Linked DNA regions of Zea mays: regions 1 and 2 are each linked to region 3. Evidence: chromatin contacts called from public Hi-C data. All regions are on one chromosome and are shown on one strand. The core of a region is the stretch at or near the end of the contact, and the rest is flanking DNA. Distances in the headings are between cores, read along the strand shown.

The links. A called contact is a pair of places that touch in the nucleus more often than the background predicts.
Region 1: a contact with region 3 is called in a Hi-C map of tassel, with 2.0 times the contacts expected there. The contact joins the promoter of LOC100284570 here to the promoter of LOC542038 in region 3. A contact is called at or near these places in 5 of 25 Hi-C or Micro-C datasets (ear, leaf, tassel and 1 more).
Region 2: a Hi-C map of leaf shows a contact between it and region 3, with 3 times the contacts expected there. The contact joins the promoter of LOC542041 here to the promoter of LOC542038 in region 3. A contact is called at or near these places in 9 of 25 Hi-C or Micro-C datasets (ear, endosperm, leaf and 3 more).

The regions. Positions count from the first base shown.
Region 1 is chr1:284,210,907-284,214,602 of Zm-B73-REFERENCE-NAM-5.0, reverse strand. LOC100284570 reads right to left here and starts at 1,390. Exons shown (of 6, transcript NM_001370665.1): 1 at 1,060-1,390. The coding sequence starts at 1,124.
Region 2 is chr1:283,877,197-283,880,786 of Zm-B73-REFERENCE-NAM-5.0, reverse strand. It overlaps LOC542041 (m4 protein), which reads left to right and starts at 1,531. Exons shown (of 8, transcript NM_001111681.1): 1 at 1,531-2,015. The coding sequence starts at 1,831.
Region 3 is chr1:284,024,696-284,028,171 of Zm-B73-REFERENCE-NAM-5.0, reverse strand. LOC542038 (MADS24) reads left to right here and starts at 2,153. Exons shown (of 8, transcript NM_001111679.2): 1 at 2,153-2,845. The coding sequence starts at 2,661.

The DNA.
Region 1 (3,696 bases), core at 141-2,640, 190 kb before region 3:
GTGCATAAAAGCCGAACTCGCCCACATTCACTCCGGCACCTAATAGACATTGAAGTAATCTACACATCGATCAAACCATATTCCTGGATCACTGCCCTGAAATTTGGGGAATGTCCACTTCGGAAATGGGCCTGTCCTACCCTCTCTTCCTCCACCCCACTGCTCCCTACGATCTCTTCCACGCTCCATTCCTCCACCCCGATCATCCCATCGAGGAGCACACATCTCTCGCTCAGAGTTTGTTTCGTTACCTTCCAAGTCCTTCGCCTGCAACTCCAGTCGCAGCTGTGCAATGGTTCTCTCGTTTTCCTCCATTTGTCGAGCCATCAGTGCTCGATCTTCCTCCGCTTTCTTCTGTCCAATCTCCATGGTTTCCATCTTCCAGTCAACCGCTCCACCGCCAGCATCATCCGCTCCCAACGCTCCTCCCTTTTTTGCTCCACGCCTGCCACTGCTTCTAGGATCAGCCACGTCTGAACGGATGGCTTCGTGGACGGCGCCGTGATGACCACCCTCCGAGGATCAACAGCTCCGATACCACTTGTGATGACCCTTGGCCACAGCGGCGGATCGCCGGGCGTGAGTTGCTTGCGGAACGACGACGACAACGCCGACGGGGACCAGGTGAGTTTGTTCAGGTATCTGTTTCTATTTTATTTCATATCCTCCTCTCAACAACTCATTACAGTATTTATAGATCTCGAATTCAACTACTAATACGGCTAATGCCCTGGATAATCCATCTATTACAGCCCAAAGAAATATTAATACGGCCCAAGCACTAATACCCGAAGAACTCAACTAATACTCCATACCTGCTGATCAATTCCACCATACTCGCCGACGCACCACCTTGGGTCATCACAGAGCATGAACAGAGATGTCAAATCCTCAAACGACAATTCCTAAACCTAGGCGATAAAGCCGATTCGGACTAGGGCGGAGGACACTGTTCAATGGTCGGAGCTAAATCTCTAGGAGACTAGGACGGACCGCGGGAAAGGGGGGAATCGGCACGAAATGGAAACCTATAAAATTACAAGACGGATAGTTGCTTACTTATCCCAGTTGATCTCCGTCTGGTGGAGCGACGGGATCTTGGCGGCCCTAGATGTTGTATCCATGGCCGCGCCGCTCAAATCCTCCCCTCCACCAATCCGCGACCCCCGAGGTGACAACCGAAGGGGGCGCCGGAGGCGTGACGTCGACTCGAATCGGCAAGAATGGCGGGCGGGCGAGCGGGCAGGCTGGCTGCGAGTGTGGTTGGCTTGCCCCCCGTTTTCTCTACCCACTTTCGTGCTCTTTTTGTCCACAACAACTCAGCAAGAACAGCGGAGAGAGCATGTGTTCCTTCCTCGCCTCTTCGGTTTTGTTGGAGGGCGTCGCCGCGTCGATGGCGTCAGCCGTCAGGACTTGGGGACGCTCCTTTCTTGGGCCCAAAGGCAAAATGAGAGAATAGTGCTTTTTCCTAACAGCGACATCGTTGTTGGGCTCGGAGGCCAAGCCCGTTTGCCTTTGCTTTATGACGAATGAACAGGTGAACTCGTTCCCTTCAGGCTTGAGTCCTTGACGCTGCAGTTTATACTGCTTCGTACTCGAATATTTGTGGTATGTTAGTTTATTTTTAAACTAATAAAATACAATAAATAAAAAATAAAGAAGGAATATAACCTTAACCAGTAAATTGTAGCTAGTATAGTGTCTGTATGTGGCTACGGTTTTTATTTATCATATATTTAAGTATAAAATATAAAACACAAAGACATGTGTGTTTGAAGCTACAACTATCATGTTAATCCTTGTTTATGTATAATTTTAGATTTTTTTATCAAGAGAAGAGAGAGGTAAACGAAAGGAGGATGATGGGAACCAATGCTTTATATAATAGAGACTAGTATAATGTCGTATTGTGTGTAAACCCTAAACAACGCATTAAGGAAGTTAGTTAGTTCTTATGTTACTTGGAAAATTATATTAAAATTTATTAAGTTGTGTTTTGTTGATGAGACATGCTAATTTAAACAAATGATATATATATATATATATATATATATATATATATATATATATATATATATATATATATATATATATATATAATGATAATAATTATTTTTATAAAATGGTGAATGCATTCATACTGAGAGACTTTTTATTTGTGCATTTGATTTGTGGCCAAAATTCATAATCAAGTTTGAATTTAAAATCTTGAAATTTGATAGGGGAATTGATTTAAATGGAAATAGGAAAACAGAAAAGAAAAAAAAGAAAGAGAATGAACCTACCTGGGCCGAAACACACCCTCTCGCCCATTACCTCACGCCATCCCCCGCGCGCCGACAGGTGGACCTGCATGGGCAGTGACTCGGTCCCTGTGGCCCTGGCACACGTGTGGTCACCATGCGCTGACGCACGGGCCCCGATGGGCAGCCCCTCGTGCAGTGTTGTGGCTGGCACATGGGACCCACCTGTCAGTTGCTCTCGCTGAGCATGTCGAATCCCTCTTTTGCTTGGACCTACCAAACCGTATCGCAGCGCGCTTGCTGGGCCTCTAGCGCGTGGGGCTGTTCGGTTAGACTACCTCTAACAGGGACCTGTAAATGGTTCTGTCCTCTAAAATATAGAGGATGCATGCAACTTTTTGTCTTCAACAAGAGACTGTAAAGAATCCTCTAAATTTTAGAGCACGCCATGCATCCGCTAGAAATAGAAGACGTACGGTTCTACTCTATACACTGTGCTTATTTATTGTGTTTGCTCGTTCACGTGCACATGACTGGTAAAAATCAATATAGAATGTGAAATATAGTACACTGTTGATATAGAGGATGAAATTTAGAGGACATTGCTGGAGATGGAGAAAATATAGAGAACCGAATCTTTTAGAGAGTATTGTAAAGGACAGAGAATATTCTTTTAGAGGACGAAATTTAGGGGACGTTGCTAGGGACAGTCTTAGGCCCCCTGTACATATTCCCCATAACAACTCAGCCGCAATGAGCGCCGCCGCCGCGCGATTCTAGCTAGCCGGGTGCAACCGACCTAGCTGGACTATAAACCTGTGCGCCTGGTATTCCTCCCCTCCTTTTTTCCTTGAGTAGACCCAATACACATCACGACGCCGAGAGAGAACAGGGAGCCAGGGTGGGGGGAATCGACCCCCGTGAGCCATCCCTGCCTCGCCATCGTTGCGGCCTCGGTTGGCACTTGCGGGTTGTCAGCGAGGGATCATAGAAGAGCCCTCGGGACTCATTCGTGCATGGGCGGTCTTGCGTGGCCAAAATTGCTCATCGGGGCAAGGAATTCGTCGCCGTCTGCTTGTTGTTGTGGACAGGGATCTTCACAGCACCGTTTCTAGTAAGACAATTTCCATTGCATTCGCCTTTCCCTAGGGTTCGTGTAGATGCCCTCGGTTTCACTTTTGAGGCACTGACGCATCAGACCGGTGGGCTCAATGGAGTTCTCTGCTACGGGCGGATATCGCCGCTGCGTTCGACCGGCACGAGGATGGAGATGAGTGCTGGGCCGTGTGATGTGTAGGGGACGGCTCGGATTAGATCCAGGTAACGCTTCGGGATTGACTGTAATGGACCGTCCGATCTGATCGAATGGTTAGGATTGAAGCGCGCCTCCATTAAACCTCGGTCATAGATTTCGGAATGCACGACTATGATTAGATTGCCCTAGAACCAAACC
Region 2 (3,590 bases), core at 282-2,781, 150 kb after region 3:
TTTAACATTTTCTGTGTTGCCTTGTTCTTAACTCATAGCATTTGAGAACAAGTCTCCAACAATATTCCTTTTTTCTATTAGAAATTAATAATTCAAAGCTAACGAACCTCTATCAAACAAGCAGTCAGGTCGCGGCCAATCACGGTCATGGGTGGATTGGGCCTGGGTGAGGTAGGCCGTAGGCCCGTAGCAGCGAACGGCTCTGATAGCACTGTTGCTGTAGACCTGTAGCCGCCGCATCGTGCTCGTGCAGCAGCAGCAGGACTGCAGGAGACACAGGTGTCCCGCATTGGCCCGTCCCCGTCGTGGCCTGGCCGCTGCCGTCGGACCGGCCCAAAAGTGGGCGGCCCCTTGCTGCGTCAGCCCGCCCCACGCGTTGTCCGCCTCTCCGGACTGCGAAAAGTGACCGAGCCGGGAAACCAGGCGACCAGTTGCTGCCCCTTCCCCGTTTTGCCCAAACATTACCCCGCAGACTTCATCACGTGCACGGCGTACGGTGCGCTTAAAAAAGCAAAATAAAAATAAAAACCCCGACGAGCCGCATACTCCAAACAATCTGATATCTTTAATGCTTGGGCACCGCTGCACGTGGCACCAGCACGGCCGTGCAAATTAATTTGAAAGCAAAACATTCCGATACAAAAAATGACAACAACGAATCTAGTTAGATCTATTTAAAACAATACCTCCATTCTCGAATATTTATCGTCCACTAGTTCAGTTTTTAACGCGCGCGACAAATAAAAAAGAACTAAGAAAGTATACTACTCCACTACCATCCTAATGCCTACTTTGAGTAATCTAGTATTGATCCTAATCCATATGTATTAAGGTGGTTTGCAGTATAACTTAAACTAATTTACATATAATCCACCTCAACACATATGGATTATGGTCAATACTAGAGTATCCAAACAAAGCTTAAGGATTGTTTGGTTTCTAACTATTTTTTAATCCATCCATTTTATTTTATTTTAGACCCTAAACTAATAAATACGATAACTAAAATAGAACCCAAACACCCATAGAGACTAAACACCCCCTAAAACAAGTCTTGTTCTCATATGTTAGAGTCAAACGTTTTTATTTTTAATAAAACATATAAAAATAACACTAATAGTTTTAATATATAAATAGAATTAATAGATGGAGCGTTGGTTTTTTTGTGTAATAAATTTATTCGAAGATACTACTGCTAATACTTTGGTCGAAAATAAATGTTATAGCGATATTCATTATAGCTACCAGTAGTCGAGTGGAGTAGATAGAAACAAAAACAGATAATAGCTGCTGCCTGCCAGCATCTTGTCGTCATTACTTCATGCCAGGCAAGGTGTGTGAGAGAAGCCGGTTTCGACCGTACGAGGAAAGACCCTGGCAGCGGGCCCTTGCGATGAGAGATGCCGTGGGGCCAGGTGGGCCCGGGCACGCCGCATCGGCCAATGCCAGTTCGACAGCGGCGGCGGGGAAACCATCCCGGTTTCGCTATACCCCCTCCCCCTCCGATCCGTCGCGGCAGCGCTCATCACCGCTTTAAATCCGCCTCCTCCCAGCGTCTCCCTCCTCCCGGCCTGTCCCCTCACCTCCCTCCCCCTATCTCTCCACCGCCGCAGCTAGCTGCGACGTCATGCACTCGCCGGCGCCACCGCCACCGCATACTATCTACAATTAGCCAGCCGTAGGCTTACCTATCCTGTGTCAAGCAAGCCTCTCGCAAGCAACAAGGAAGGAAGCTAGCTAGTTTTATAGCTGCTGTCGGCGGCGGCGGCTGAAGCGACGTGCCTGAGCTAGGATTTAGGTTGAGATCAGGAGAGGGAGAAGGCGGCGGCGATGGGGCGCGGGAAGGTGCAGCTGAAGCGGATCGAGAACAAGATCAACCGCCAGGTGACATTCTCCAAGCGCCGCTCGGGGCTACTCAAGAAGGCGCACGAGATCTCCGTGCTCTGCGACGCCGAGGTCGCGCTCATCATCTTCTCCACCAAGGGCAAGCTCTACGAGTACTCTACCGATTCATGGTACGCTCTCGGCCCCCTCCGTTGCTTACGTTTCGACACTGCCCGCTGCGTGCTGCCCCATTTCCAAGCTGTTTGAAACTATGAATTGAGGTGATGCGTAATTATCTCTGTTCGAATTTGTTGAGAATTTTTGGAATTATGGTTATTGGGTAGACAGACGTACAGCTCTGGTTATGTGTAGATGAATCGAAGAGGCGTGTAGCGTGTCCCGTTCGTGCGCGCGCTATATATATACGGGGTAATTTTATGCTCCGCTTTCGCTGGTATGGCGTTGGTACTGCTCTGTTTGGGGGAAATTTTTGCTGCCATGCTGCATGTGCTAATTGCTTGACTAACTTGACTTCTCCGCAGAACACCAATACTATACATCTCATCTCGCCCTTATTCTGCACATCTCATCTTGTACTCAGCACCCTTAATCTGCGACTGGGGAAGTGGGGATTATATGGAGAGGAGTATAGTTTCTGTAATTTGGATTTTTCTCATCCAGGCCTGGCAGCATCAGTATTATTTAGGTTGCTGCTGCCTCGTTTCTTCGCCGAAGTGCTACTTAATTTGTGTGACTATTTCTTCGTTCTTACATTTTTTCTTCTTTCTGTGCCCCTTTTCTGATTGGCGCTACTTGTGGGCGCTCCCCATGGTATGGAGATACATGGAATCGTCAACTGCCACAAGCAACTATGCTAGCTTGTCTTTACTCTTTGCTGATGACTGACGATGCTGAGTCTGAACCCTGGTAGGACACGCTCATATCGAAAGCCCATGCTGCACTTAAGTTTGTACGTAGACTTTGTTCATTTGATATTGTTATGTGCTACATATCACTGTTAGGTTGCCATGATTTTCTTGAATGAACAGATAGGCACACGCACGCGGATTCCTACTTTCTTTATTTATTAACTAAAGGGGACCTGCCTAGAAAAAATTAAATTGGATAAATTAAAAACTACTTCTAACTATGTTCTTTAATTTCTACCTAGTTAAAATTTATACAATAAATAACTTATCTAGATTCAGAACTAAAATTTAATAGGTGTGCTACCATAAACCGAAGTGCCGTCAACACTCAACAATGAAGGTAGTGTGCACAGACATCACCATCCAAAGTGGCAGATGCAGAACGACAATTCACAGGGGTCAAGAAAATCACGTGATAAAATCAAGCAAGACCCTACAGGTGTTTTATAGAATTTAAGTTTTATATCAATAGATACAAGTTCAAAGAAGAAAACTATATAAACAAAAGAAGCAAACATGTTGCTAAATTCTTGTTGTCCGAATTCAAGCCATCTATACCTTGTCGAATGTCGATCTCCTCGGGCAGGGGCATCGGGAAGGGGACAGTGTCAAGTGAACTCTTCGGCAGAAAGGCATAGCTCGCTGGTTCACCAAGCTCGCCGTGGGTCGAATCGTTGCAACAAGCAAGATCGGGCTTGATGGGCAGGCTAGCGTTGCGACGACGACGACGAGCAGGATGAGGGTGTTGGGAAGGGGTTGGGGTCGGGCTGCATCGCATATCGGGAAGGAGGCGGTTGTGGTGGACTGGCTCGAGCGATGTCAGATAGAATAGGGCCA
Region 3 (3,476 bases), core at 904-3,403:
ATTTCGCCTAGATTTATCATTTAGGTCTTGTTCGATTATTCTTATTATACATGAATTAGATGAGATTGGAAAAAAATTAGAAGAACTTTGATTTACTTGGGATTTAAACTCACTCAATCTCACTCAATCCACGTGGATTGAGAGCTAACCGAATAAGCCCTAGTTGGATCCTCATTGCAACCATGCCATGCTCAAAATGGAAGCATCTAGGCTCTTCAACCAATTACACCCTTTAGAACACGATTTTTTTTACGTTTCCCATGTGGTTTTCATGTTTTTCCGCTAGTTTGGAAACCTCATTTTTCTAAGGGATTTTCATTTTACCAAGATTTTTTAGAAAAAATGAGGTTTCCAAACTAGACTTAAAAATAAACTAACCCCAGTGTTGTTTTCAAAGGGGCCAGCGCCCAGCGGTGGGCCGGTGGGGCGCACTGTATAACCAAAGCCACACAGCAACGTCAGGCTGCGGTCCCAGCTGTTATATCATGCACGATTCTGCTGGCTGGCTGTGGCTAGCAGTGAAGGCCCATCCAGGCCGCGCGCGAAGGACGTTGGTCACGTGAGAAGGACCGGTACATGGCCCCGCGACGTGATCACGTGACGTGCACTGTGCGCCATCGCTTGCTCAGTTGCTCTCGTATGCTACAGTGTACGTAGTTCCACCCCCACCAGCCGCTCGACATGCATGCAGCGGCAACCGCCGCGTCGCCGCGACGAGGCCACACGACTACGAAAAAAAATTTGCTGCAGCTCGACTAGGGCCAAAAAAAAAAGCTCGAGACTCGCGAGCCGGCTCAGGCTCGATCAGACTCGGCTCGGCTCGGTGAGGCTCGCGAGCCTAAACGAGCCCGAGCCGAGCCTAATTGTATGACTCGCTACACTAACGAGCTGAGCCGAGCCGGCTCGGTGAGGCTCGCGAGCCTAAACGAGCCCGAGCCGAGCCTCATTGTATGACTCGCTACACTAACGAGCCGAGCCGAGCCGGCTCGGTGAGGCTCGCGAGCCGGCTCGAGGCTCGGTCCAAACTATTGCATCTATCACCTGTCAGTTGTCAGTTTGTTTATTAGTGTCCAGTCATCTAGATCCAGTGACCAGTGTGTTGTTTTGGTCACAACTCACAAGAAACTAGAGTACAGAGACATAATTTTTTATTATATGGAACATATTGTGCTTAAAATTTGAGCTAATGACCGTAATTACTGTTGTTAAGTACTTGAGTGTACAGGCTCGCGAGCCTATATCGAGCCGAGCCAAGCTTGACTCGTTTCCAGCCCTAAGCTCGGCTGCAAACCAGGTTGTTTGTAGCCCCTCACAAAAAAATATGCCTCATCTGCAGGTCAATAACACAACTAAAACGTTATCTGTTGGACATGCAGGTAGGGTCTATCCTCCTTTTTGTGAGGGGCTGCAAACAGCCTGATTTGCAGCCGGGACTCCAACAAAATTTTTTTCCACGACTACGGCTCGGCCACGGCGCGCGCGCGTGTCAGCATGACGGCCGGAGGGACGAAACCGAGGCGGGGAAAGGACACCGGCGTTGCCGCGTCGCCCGTGGCGACCGCCCGGTCGGGTCGGTGGTGTGGTGGCGGGGTACGTACCGGTAAACAGAGGTGTGCACTACCACTACTGCACTAGCTAGCGCTGGTTCGGTTCGCACTAGCTAGTAGAGGGAATCGAAGGCTGCCCCGCGTTGCGTTGCGTGAGCGCAGGCGCTAGGCGATAGCAGCTCTCTCTCTGCTGGTGCTGGGTGGTGGAGGCGGCTTTCCGGCATTTCGCGCGGCACCACCGCGGGCTCGACACGTCCTGATTCGGGCCCTGTGCACGGCAGCGACCCGGATCTCCGCCTCGGATTCGCCGCCCCGCATCGCCCTCCTCTCGCTCTCGCTCTCGCCCGCTCTCACACGGGTTACGCGGCCGACGACCTCAACGTCTCGTCACCAGGCCAGTCTTTCGATCTCGCCGCGCGCGGCGTCATCTACCGAGTACCGATGGACCGGCCGTCTCGCCGGCAGCGCCGCGGCCATGCATCCGGTCCGGGCCCCTCCGCGGCGACGTCGATGAAGAGGGTTGTGTGTATAGGTACACTACTTGTACTCCCCACGGGGCCAGCTCCACTCGAAATGTGGCGGTATCTGTCGCCTGTCGACCTAACCTATCGTCAGTGCCCTGCGGCCGGTGGAAACGAAACCTAGGAGGAGCCTAGTGGCCACCTAGGGTGAGGAAAACTGAGGACGCGAGGCGAGAGCGAGATCCAATCTGCACCCCCCCACCAAAGAAAGATTCTTCCCCGCCGGCCTCGCTCTCTCAACATCCGTCTCGCTCCTTCCACCCTCGCTGCGCCTCAGGCAGCGAGCGAGCATATAGCAGCCCACCACCCACATGCCGCAGGGCCCTCACCCGTCGAGCCAATTGAGTGGCAGCCAGAAAAACCCAGAGCGCGAGCAGCGAGCGAGCGCGGGCTCCTGTGTGCAGTGTGTCTGCGCTAGAGGGCGAAGGGCACGGACCGCCTTCGTCAATAATTGCGGTACGAACGGGGCAAATCCGTCGTTTAAAGAGGTCGCTGATAGCGCCTGCTGGTGGCGAGAGAGAGAAAGCAGCAGAATCGCTGAGGGATCGTCGATCCGGAGAGGCAAAAAAGCCGAGAGATCAGGCAGGGCACCATGGGGCGCGGGAAGGTGGTGCTGCAGCGGATCGAGAACAAGATCAGCCGGCAGGTGACCTTCGCCAAGCGCCGGAACGGCCTGCTCAAGAAGGCGTACGAGCTCTCCATCCTCTGCGACGCCGAGGTCGCGCTCGTCCTCTTCTCCCACGCCGGCCGCCTCTACCAGTTCTCATCCTCCTCCAAGTAACCATACAAACCCTATTACACATATATTCGCTTCGCTTCGATCCGATTCCCCTCTCTCCTTTTTGTTAGCCACTAATCCTTCGTACGTGTGATTCGATCTGGGTTTTGTTTGCCCGTCCTCATCACGCTTACGTCCTTGCATAAACTCATAGGTGGCGGTGGCGCTTTAATTTGCTGTTTTCCCCCCTTATTCTTTTCTGTTCTATTGGGCAACCAGTACAGCGCGTACACAGTACTCGTATCTTCAGAAGCTAGTAGGTTGCATAGAAAGTCTACAAACGGACGGGGGGGGGGGGGGGGGGGGGGGGGTCCGGGCAAAGGCGACCAGGAGGTCGACACATGTATGCGGTCTACGGTCTACGGTCTGCGTCTCTGTGTGTGTGTCACTCAAGGGAAAAACAAGGGTTTCATTTGATGTGCACCTCATCAGTGTACCTGGCCTGCAAATGTATCAGTTCATGTCCGTGCACATATATGCATTCAACGCAGCTGTTTCAGTATCACGCAGTTCGACTAGAATATATGTGAATATGGTCTTAACATATGCACGCACTTTTCTGAGTTTTTAGTTCGGCAACTACTTCTTTTAATACAATTCTATCCAGCATACTGCATATATACTTCTCTG